2 separate regions of the Rattus norvegicus genome follow, and region 2 is linked to region 1. The links are chromatin contacts, called in public Hi-C maps. All regions are on one chromosome and are shown on one strand. The core of a region is the stretch at or near the end of the contact, and the rest is flanking DNA. Distances in the headings are between cores, read along the strand shown.

What was found. A called contact is a pair of places that touch in the nucleus more often than the background predicts.
Region 2: a contact with region 1 is called in a Hi-C map of psoas muscle, with 2.6 times the contacts expected there. The contact joins two enhancer-like sites. A contact is called at or near these places in 7 of 12 Hi-C or Micro-C datasets (the A7r5 cell line, the Rat2 cell line, Schwann cells and 3 more).

The regions. Positions count from the first base shown.
Region 1 is chr4:85,157,042-85,162,238 of GRCr8, reverse strand. Mturn (maturin, neural progenitor differentiation regulator homolog) reads right to left here. Exons shown (of 3, transcript NM_001007645.2): 3 at 3,449-5,197. Among named protein-coding and RNA genes, the nearest start is that of Mturn, 22 kb to the right of the region's middle. Within about 2 kb of position 1,743, at least 6 of the 93 cell types and tissues checked have an H3K27ac peak or open chromatin away from gene starts, as enhancers often do.
Region 2 is chr4:85,373,338-85,378,646 of GRCr8, reverse strand. No RefSeq gene overlaps it. Among named protein-coding and RNA genes, the nearest start is that of Nod1, 66 kb to the left of the region's middle. Within about 2 kb of position 3,951, at least 11 of the 93 cell types and tissues checked have an H3K27ac peak or open chromatin away from gene starts, as enhancers often do.

The DNA.
Region 1 (5,197 bases), core at 494-2,993:
CTGAACCTCTCATGCCGCCATGCATGCAGGTGACAAGAAGGTGGTTTGAAATGGTGTCCTAACCACTGCCTATGAATGAGGCTTAAAATGACAAATGTGTGCTCCTGTCACTGTGGAAGCAAGGTGCTAGAAGACCTGCTGGACTACACCTGGGTGAGGCTGGTCACTCCGTGAGGTCAGACAGGTGAGTGCTAAATTCCACTGAACCTGACCAAGGACAGAGGTTTTTTTTTCCTGCTTCTGTACTTTGTCTGACTGAGGGGTTAGATCTCTGCTGCCCAGATTTTCAGGGGATTTAGAGTTAAAGTCCATCATCAAGAGCAAAGGCACATTAAAGCACTGGCATGTCCTGGGGAAGGACTATGAGGAAGATCGAGAGGAAGGCAAGCAGGCTCTTTTCTCAGCCTTGACCGGGTCTAAGCACCAGCTTCAATGCCCTTCCTTACAGCTGCTTGCTTGTCTGTGCCAGGGTCTGGATATTGGAAACTTTATTCATTTTTCTGGTGTCCAGCAGCAGGCTAATCTGGTCAAGGGCAAGGCAGAGGTGAAACACTGTCAACATTCCATTCCGTGCTCAGGCCCTGAGAGGCTGATGAAAAGCGCCCTCTGTTTCCTCATCTTGAAAAAAACAGTAGACAGACAGACAGACAGACGGACATACCTACCTATCCAAAAACTAGTGAGAAAAGGAACAAAGTTAAAAGGAACCTAGGCTGTAACAGCTGTCACAGATCAAGTGTCCAAGGCCAGGCTGTGCTCGCTCTCTCTCTCTCTCTCTCTCTCTCTCTCTCTCTCTCTCTCTCTCCCTCTCTCTTAACAGAAACAAAAATGGTTTAGTATGTAATAGGCAGATACAGCTAGAGTTTACTCACTTAGCACTGTTTAATTCATGAGAAAAAGGACTGGAAATTCACTAGGCTATTCTGGAACTATACCATGTAGCCTATACTCATTGGGACCAAAACCCCACCATTTTGAAATTTAATGAATCAAATCAGATTGCTAAGCTAAAGTGTTAAAACGTTATATTGGGGGGAGAATCTGGGGAATAGTTTGACATTTCCATCAACAGCTTTTCTCCATGTTTGTGTCCTGGGTGCATTCCAGTCCCTACCAAAGGGCCATCCATATTCAGTGACATTTGACTGTGGTGTAGGTTAAACAGACAACAGAAAAGGGGAAAAATGTTTTAATACTTTCCCTTCCTGTGGAAGCTTCTGGGGGGGACTCCAGACCCCCCTTTAGGACTGGGGCCATGTCCTGTGGAACCTGACACATCCCTGCCTAAAGTTCTGCGCCTTAGGCTTGGAGTCCTGGTGTGCAGCAGTTTGCAGTCACCCATTCCCATCTGACCCCTCCTCATCTGTCTCTCCGGCCGGCTCTAAGGACCTGACATAGGTTCTCCTCCAAGACCACTGACAGCAGCAGTTCCGTGTAGACACCATCATAGCAAATCTCGAGTGCTACCCGGCAGCAGAAAGAGTCCTGACCTGAGTCTGCCCAGTGTAACGTATAACCCAGCTGCTGCTCCAGCTGTCCCTCTGTCATTCACTGGACGGTTCGATACTTACCTGGGTGTGGGAGCTGCAAGGATAGACCAGAAAAGACAGGGCAGAAAATAACTGGAGTCAGAGATTAGCAGGCTGCTCTGAAGAATCACAGTTTCATGTCTTGTGCCCTCAGTGCCAACTGCCTTTTGCCCCACCCTGGTTGGTTGCTCCCCGAGGGATGTATGGCCTCAGCATTAGGAAGCCCTTTGTTTATACTGTGCTGACCTCTAGAGGCTTCCAATTAAAAGGCATCCCAGAGGATCCACTTCACTTTGGCATCGACATCCGCTTTGGGGTTGTTTCCCTAGAAAATAAAATGTTAGGTTCTTTTCACATTTCTTTTTTGGCTGCAAATCACAGCTTGCCCAGGTTTTTTTTTTGTTTGTTTGTTTGTTTTGTTTTGTTTTTTTTTTGGTTCTTGGTTTTAAAGCGGCACTGTTTTCTATTCCAAAAAGGGGAAAGATGGGTTAGAGATTCAGAGGGGCTTTGTGCCACTTATGGTATCAAAAGGAAAAGTGTCAGCTGGTTCTAGAAGCGTTTCAACCCTGCTTCCAAACTGCCAGATGGCTGAGCCTGACAAACGGAGGAATTTTTGGTTGACTAACTCAGCAGGACACTGGGCTAGACACCCAGCCCTGGGAGTCTCCAAATACTGGAGTGTGGGTTGTTTTTCCCGTGTTGTGAATCCACCCATGCGTGTGCAGCGCGCCCTGGGGGATATTGTGGTACCCACCCCACCTGCCTGACTTCACTATGGAAACCAGAGTGGTTACTATATCCCTAAGCAAGGAACACTATCCTTCCCTCTTGGCTGTAGTTTGAATCCTGCAATCTACTATAAGGAGAAGGGGTGTGTGGCAAGGCAGGAGGAAACCTCCAAGCATTTGAGCTAATATACAGCTGTGGATCTTCACTTGGGAAAGGGATCCTGAGAAAAGCATGACCATGCAGGTCACCATTGTTGCTTTATGGGACCTTGTAGCACTCCCTCCTCTACAGAGGGCTGTACAGGTGTTCTGCTGATGCTCCTCCCCCAAGGGAAATCAGAAACAAGGTCACTGGGCTTACTCTTACCCATGAGAAATCAAAAGAATGGTGTGTGTGTGTGTGTGTGTGTGTGTGTGTGTGTGTGTGTGTGTAGTGCCACACAGACTGTCAGGGACCTGTCTAGGCCAGAACCCTCCTCTCGCCAGATGATTTCAGAGATTAGCGGTGGCGGCGAGAGATGAGTAATGCTGAGATCTGTCCCTGCACGTAAAGGAGCCGAGCCCGTGATCAAGTCATAGAAATGGGAGTTCTCTCATGATAGAAATCTGTCTACATGGCCCTTCTGGAGCCGGTCTTTGACCAGAGAGCCTTAGAATGCTTTTCTCTGGACCTGGAATCGGTACCAAGGACTTCCGATGATATCAGGCACACACAGCCTCAAGCTGGGGCTGCGAAGCCATTTTGAAGCTTACAGACCCCCTCATTCGGAGCGAGAATATGGATCTTTAAACAAAGAGTGAAACTTCCTGCCAACTTTCAGAGCTCCTTCTGACATGCCTTTGTCTATTGAATAAAAGCAGCTGGGAGCAAGGTGTGGAAGAGACAGCATTCTGTCGGCATTCTGTCGTTAAGGATATGGATTTCTAATTGGACCACAAAGCATTCCTAACTAGGTCTGCAAAAAGGAATTCTCACCTGTGAAACCAGTACTAGTTGAAAGGGAGCGACCGAACTGCCGAACACTAGCCAGACAGTTACACGCTCCCAAATGTGTGAACCCCTAACCTTCCAACCCACCTTTGATGCAACTGCTCCCTCCCGCCCCAGTGTCCACAGTCTGGCTCTTCATTTATACATCACACACAGTGATGTAACCGAAATCTGCAGACTGAGTAAAGAAGACAAAAGGCACCAGGGCTGGAAGGCTCTTTAATTGCAAGTGTATGGTAATTACATCCTTGGATGTGGTCCTTGCTCTCATGGGAGGGAGGAGGAAGCAGATGGACAAGGTGAAGAGAGAATTTACACGGTTCCCTTTGAAGCATCTAACAAAGGACACAGTTTTTGGCAACCCATTTCACAGTTTGTCACTTACAAGAGAGCTCTCTGAAAGGAAATACAAACTCAAAGAAAGCACATGCATCACACAGGAAAAACTCCCCATCCAAGAACAAAACAAAACCTAGAAACAAACAACAAAACCCCTTGTTTTTATTCCTTCCGATTTGCTTCTCTGGAGAAATCTCACTTTTACACAAATAAGTACTGGCTGGAAAGCTGGGCTCCGATTTGCCCAGCACTGAATATTTATTTCAGTGCCTTTTAGAAGGCTAGCATTTGTACAGAGTGTTGGTCTCTGCTAGTTCAGAAGGTTCTTACTAAAACAGAACCTTGAGAAGCAAAAAGGACACCTGGGGAAAGGTGGTTTATGAAGAGCACACTGCTAGCTTCCCTCCTAATACCGAACAACTGGAACACAGTCCTAATCAAACCGAACGCTAGTTCCTGTGTAGCCTGATGCACACTTTTGACTGCTCGGAACTACTCAGCCTTGCAGTGCGGTGAGTGGGTTTCTAACAGAAAACGCTCAAGGTCATTGCCAATGACCACAGGCTACCAGCGTCCCGGCAAGTTCTACACCTACTCTGTATGAAACCTAGAAGACCTCACTTTCTCAAGTCATGCTAGCTGCCATCAGACCAAAGTAACTTGTTTGTATGCCAGAGGAATGTTTCTAACGTAAAAACATTTTATGCATCTCTGGAGAGGATGCAAGAAGGCGCGCATGGCATCTCCCGAGAGGTTTGTTCTAGGGACAGGAGCCTCCGCCTGGGTTTACTGACACGGGAGCACCAGTGGAGGAGAGAGCAGGCATGGCCCCCCTTCTGCCGTCACAGCCCCTCTTAAGCCAGCACTCTTGAAGGCAAGCTTCCCTGCCTGGCAGGGATTTTATTTTTAAGGGAAGGCATTCTACCAAGTGTGTAGGACATTTGCTGTGCCTTCGGCTTGGCAGGGGGCATCTGAAAATCACAAAGCCATTACCGGCATCCTCTAAGCACCCAGTTCTCTAGAGACAGTCAAGAACACAAGTGGTCCAGGAGGTAAGTGTGGACTACGTGCCTTGTTTACAACTCAGATGGATGGAGACCTAACTCCTCACTGCCCCCGTTCACCTCCTCCCAGCACACATTAAGTCTTGTCCATCCCTACACTCCTCTCACTGGAGAAAACCAGATTTGATTAAACTGTTTCCCAACTGGTGAGTTTTAGCATGCAATAACTAAAAATTCCGCTCTGGGATCACAACACCCTGGACATACTCTTTGTGCTCGGAGAAACCAAAACAATATTCAGAGGCATGCATTGTGCTAGAGAATGATTTCTGTCTGCACTGAGCAGTGGTGTCACCCCCCCAGTTTGACTTACGAGCACTGCAAACCTAGTTCTGACACCAGCGTGCAAGGACAATCTTCTCACGGAGCAGACGTTTTGTGCTCTGGTCATGGAAACATAGAATGTAGCGTATGCTGCAGCGAGCCCAGGTGCCACAAGTGGACCCTTCAGTCTGGTTGAACCCTAGGGATGTTAGGCACTGCACCAGGCCTCACTACCCTACCTGGCTCTGTTTTTCAATGTCTGAAGCCTGCTTGGTTCAGCGC
Region 2 (5,309 bases), core at 2,702-5,201, 210 kb before region 1:
TAAGAACAATTAATAAAGGGGACATCGTGAAATTGGAAAGCTTCTATATGGCAAAGGATACCATCATTTGGACAAAGCAGCAGGATGTGGAGTTGGAAAAGATTTTTTTACCAACTACACATCCAATAGAAGGCTAATATCCAACATATATAAAGAACTAAAAATCTGGACAAGGAAACAAATAATCTAACATTTAAAATGAGATACAGATTCAAATAGAGAATTTTCTAAGGAAGAAATCCAAATGGCTCAGAGACACTTAGAGAAATAGTTAATATCCTCAGTTATCAGGGAAATGCAAATTAAAACTTCTTAGGGATTTCAACTTATACTTGTCAGAATGGCCAAGATCAATATAAGAAATGTTTGTGTATGTGGTGAGGATGTGGAGTAAGGGGACACTAATCTAGTGCCAGTGGGACTGAAAACTTGTATAGCCACTATAGAAATCAATGTGTCAATTCCTCAGAAAGATGGGAATTCATCTACTTCAAGATCTAGCTATACCACTTTTGGGTGTATACCCAAAGATTGCATCATCCTACTGCTGAGAGACTTGCTCAACCATGTTCCCTGCTGCTCTATTCATTATAGCCAGAAACTGGAAACAATCTAGATGCTTGTCAACAGATGAACAGATAAAACGAATGTGGGATGTGTATACTGTGGAATTTGACTCACCCATTAAAAAGAATGATATAATGAAGTTTGCAGGTACATGAATGGAACTAGAAGAAGCCGTAGTTTCAGACCTAGAAAGACAAATGTGGTACAAATTCACTTATGTGTGGATGTTCACTGTCAAGTCATTGACAAGCAAGGGACAATCCACAAAGTCACAGAGGTTAGGTGGTAAGAGACTAGGGAGAGGGATGGCTCTCCCTAGAAAGGAGAAATAGAAGAGGTGGATATTAATGGAGGGGGGCATTGAAATGGGAGGATCAAACAGAGAGGGAGAGTGAAGAGGGGGACAAGAGAGGGAATACAGGGAGGAACAGCTAACGCTAAGGGCCACTTGAGGGGCTGTGTAGAACCCTAATACAGTAGAAGATTCCTGTAATATAGAGATATATGAAGGGGATCTAAGTGAAGTCACCAAATAATGGGGAGACAGAGTCCCAGCTGGGCATCTCATCACCAAATAAAGCTTCCAGTACTGGAAATAGGTTACACCTAATAGAATTGTTGGCCAGAAGGGTCTCCCAAACAACTCAAGTTATTACCAAGGCTACTGGTGGCTCCACAAACTGATGGTAAGACTCTATTGCTGAAGACAACACTTATAGAACTCATTGACAGAGCAAAGAAGTTGAGCTGGTGCCTCTCCAGAACCTTCAACCCTGCAGACTAGTATTCCTAATGCTGGCGGGTACTCTGCCCGCTACTAAAGGAGAAAGGTAAACACCAACCCTTCAATCTATAAGAGTGACTTGCCTGCAAGATGTGCTGGTACAGGTACAATAGTGACAATAAACTACTGGAAGTAACCAATATGTGATTCGTGTCAAAGCCTGTTCCATGAGGTGGAACCCATACCCAAAACTGCTTGGGTGGCCAAGAACCTAAGCCTAGATAGGCCATGGACCCAGGGGAAAACCAAATGCTACTGTTCTGCTAAAGGAACGTAGTAAAAAAGGCTTCCTAATGACATTCTATTACATTGTAGATCAGTGCTTTGCACAGCCTTCATCAGAGAAGCTTCCTCCTGCAGCAGACAAAACAAATAGAGACCTACAACTTGACAACATGCCGAGAATGAGAGACCTCGGAGCGCTCATCCCTAAAAGGGATGTCTCCATCGAATCCCTCCCCTCAGGGCTCAGTGAACTCTGTGGAAGAAGAGGCAGAAAGAGTGTCAGAGGCAGAGGCATGGAGGAAGCCAAGGAATCAAGGCCTTCTAGGCACAACAGGGCTGGTGCAACTGTGAATTCACAGACTGAGGCAGCATGGCCAGGACCTACACAGGTCTGCACCAGAAGGAGTCCTAGGCTGAAAGAAGCAGACACATGTCCCCATCCCTAACCCAGAGGCCATCTCCAACTGATAGCCATTTGCAAATGAAAAGTTGATTTTCTCTGTGGGATTCTTGCCTCTTAAGGGTAGCCCCCATGCCCTGCAGTAGATGGTTGACAGAAAGCAAACTCAATGGCATCTTTGAGATTCTTTGCCTCATAATGTTAAGTCAGGGTATTTATTCCTTACCCTATTTTACAGGTTCTTTGCATATATATTATAGTTTCTTAGTTGGGGGAGTGTTATGGGGTTTCTATGTGTGCAAATGTGTCTCCACATCTATATGGGTTTCTTGTTCTTTACCTTGGCTCTTGTTTTGTTTTGTCCTATTCTAATTTTTTTAAAAAAAAAACTTTTCTTAGACTTTATTGCCTGAAAAATATTGATTTCCAATAAAAAAAAATAATGCAAGTGTCTCGTGGCAATGCCTGTTTTGGCTCTTCTTTTGTCAACCTGACATACCAACTAGAGTTATCTGAGTGGAAGAAACCTTAACTGAGAAAATGCCTCCATGAGATCAGGCTGTAAGCGAGCCATAGCAGCATCCCTCCATGGCCTCTGCATCAGCTCCTGCCTTCGGGCTCCTGCCCTAATTGAGTTCCTGTTCTGACTTCCTTTGATGATAACTTCAATATGGAAGTGTAAGCCAGATAAATTCTCTCCTCTCCAGCTTGCATTTTGGTCACGGTGTTTCACCACACCAGTAGAAGCCCCGGCTAAGACAGTACCCCTGTCAGACAATTCATATGTCAGAACAGGAACTGGCTGTCTGAGAAAGCTCTCATTAGGTATGTGGAGGCAGAGACATCAGGCCAAATCTATTTTCATGTCCTCTTGTGTTAACTTTCATAGCTGTGACAAAGGACCAAGCAGAGGATGGAAGGTTTATTTTGGTTCACAATTGCAATTCATGGTCCTGGAGCCTTGATGTTTCTGGGCACATGATGCAGAAAATGAATGCAGCTGCTCACCTTCTGGTGACAGAGGAGGGGAAAGGGGTACATGATATAGCAAAGACCTATCTTTTTTTTAAACTACATTGTTCCTGCTAAGTTTCCATTACTTCCCGATAGCCAGGCTCTTTTATTGCAAGGTTTTGCTCACTTGAAATAGGCTCTCAACTATCCCAGGCTGGCCTAAAGCTCCTACTGTAGTTGAGAATGACCTTGAACTCTAGACTTTCCTGACTCCACTTCTGAACCTCAGGCATGAACCTTCATACTCAATTTTATAACCTTCTTTTGAGAAATAACTCAGGAATACAGTGAGATCTATCCCAATCCTTTCCAAGGGTGTGTCCCAGTGACCTATGGATCTCCACATGGGCCTCACCTCTTACAGGTCCCACGCTGCCTGACAGCTCTATCTTCTACATACGAGCCCCTGGGAGAAAAGCCACATCCCAACCATAATAATTGATAAATATCTTAGTCTCATATCCAGACCCAAAAAGTAATTAAAAATAATTAGACTTTTATTATGCCCAATACTGGTTCAGTTGATTCAGAAGTGGGACACTGAGGTATATACATCTACAACCCCATCTATTTGAAGGCTGAATTTGAATCAAAATTTCAAGACCAGACCTGGGCTATACAGTGAAACTCCTGTACATGGCATGTGTAAGTATAAGACTGTGGCTGTGATGTAGTACTTACCCACTCCCACCCTCCTTCCGAAACATTTTCAATTGATTCAGGAGGTTATGAAAGCAGCCTCCCAGCTGGACTTTATGACTGAATATGCAATTAAGCAGTTATGCAAATATGAACCAAGTGCCTACTCTGTATACTTGTCACACACACAATAGATTGTAGCAGGAAATGGCCCCATAAATCCTGTGTCCCTCTAGCCTATGTGATGTGTCAGGGCTGTGGAGCAGTGGTGTGCACTAAGCCAGAGCAGCTCCGAAAGTATTTGCAGAGCAGGACTTGTCCTCTCTTGCTCCTGGGAACACTTCCACTCTCACATGAACGAGCTCAGGCAAGCAAGCTGGAAGCACGTGGTCCAGCCGCTGCCAGCACCTGCCAAGGAACTACTGGCCAGCTAGACTCCATGGGATCCACCTGCTGGTTGTAACTGCACGAACAAGCATATGTGAGAGCCCAGATTCCTGACCTACATAATCAGAAGTTAATTAAGACGGGTTGTGGTTTGAAGGCACTAAAATTTCAGAGTACTCTGTTACTCCACTAAAGGGTAATTGAAGTAGTCCAAACACATTAAGGATGAATAACCCTTGAAAGAAACATGCACCCCAAGGAGGCTTCATACTGGTGGCATAATCCACAGAAATTAGGACCTTGACAGGGCTGAGGAACCCACTATACCTGTTCCAAGGGTACTGATTGCTGGAACACACATCTCTCCTATGGCTACCATCCAAAAAAGGCAGGCTATATGGCAGTATTTTTCATTAAGTACTACAGATCTGGCAGAGGCCAGGGAGAACTGGTCACAGAAAAATCTATGGACCCACCTGTTTGGGATGGAGACAAAAACCCTTCATGATGGTCACTACAGATGGACCCAACCTGACCAGATGGCTAGAATGTTAGAAAAGAAAGATCAGGGACATGGGAAGTATGAATTTCTTGACTATGACATAGTACTTAGTATTATGATTGTGTGTGTGTGTTTAGAATTAATCATCTCAAGTAGGCCTTTTTCATATCCTTGCCAATCAACCTTAATACTTAAATTATACTCTTGTATCTTAACTGATTTTCAATTTTTAGGTATACTTTCTTTTCTAACATTCTCTCCGTCTTTCCCCTGGCCTTACTTCCTTCGATGCTACCGATTCATACAGCAGGTTACAAACTGTGCACACCTGTAGTGTTATCAAGAGAAAGTGAAGCTTTGCCTCATTCTGTGCAGTGGGACAGATGCTTTAAGTTCTAGCCATCTGGTCAGGTTGGTTCCATCTGTAGTGACCATCATGCAGGGTTTTTGTCTCCATCCCAACTGTATTTTTCAAAGAGGGACAACTGATCTACCTTCCTTATAGGTGTAAAGAGAGGCTACACCCTATCCTCACATGTTCAAAGAGGGATCCTGATCTACTCCACCTCACATGCTTTGTTAATAGGTTAACTTTGTACACCCTTCTTATGTAGATGGCTTAGTGGTTAAGAGCACTAAATGCTCTTCCAGAGGTCCTGATTCCCAGCAACCACATGGTGGCTCGCAACCATCTGTAATGGGATCTGATACCCTCTTCTGGTGTGTCTGAAGACAGCAACAGTGTACTCACATATATAGAATAAATAGATCTTAAAAAAAAAAAAGTCAAA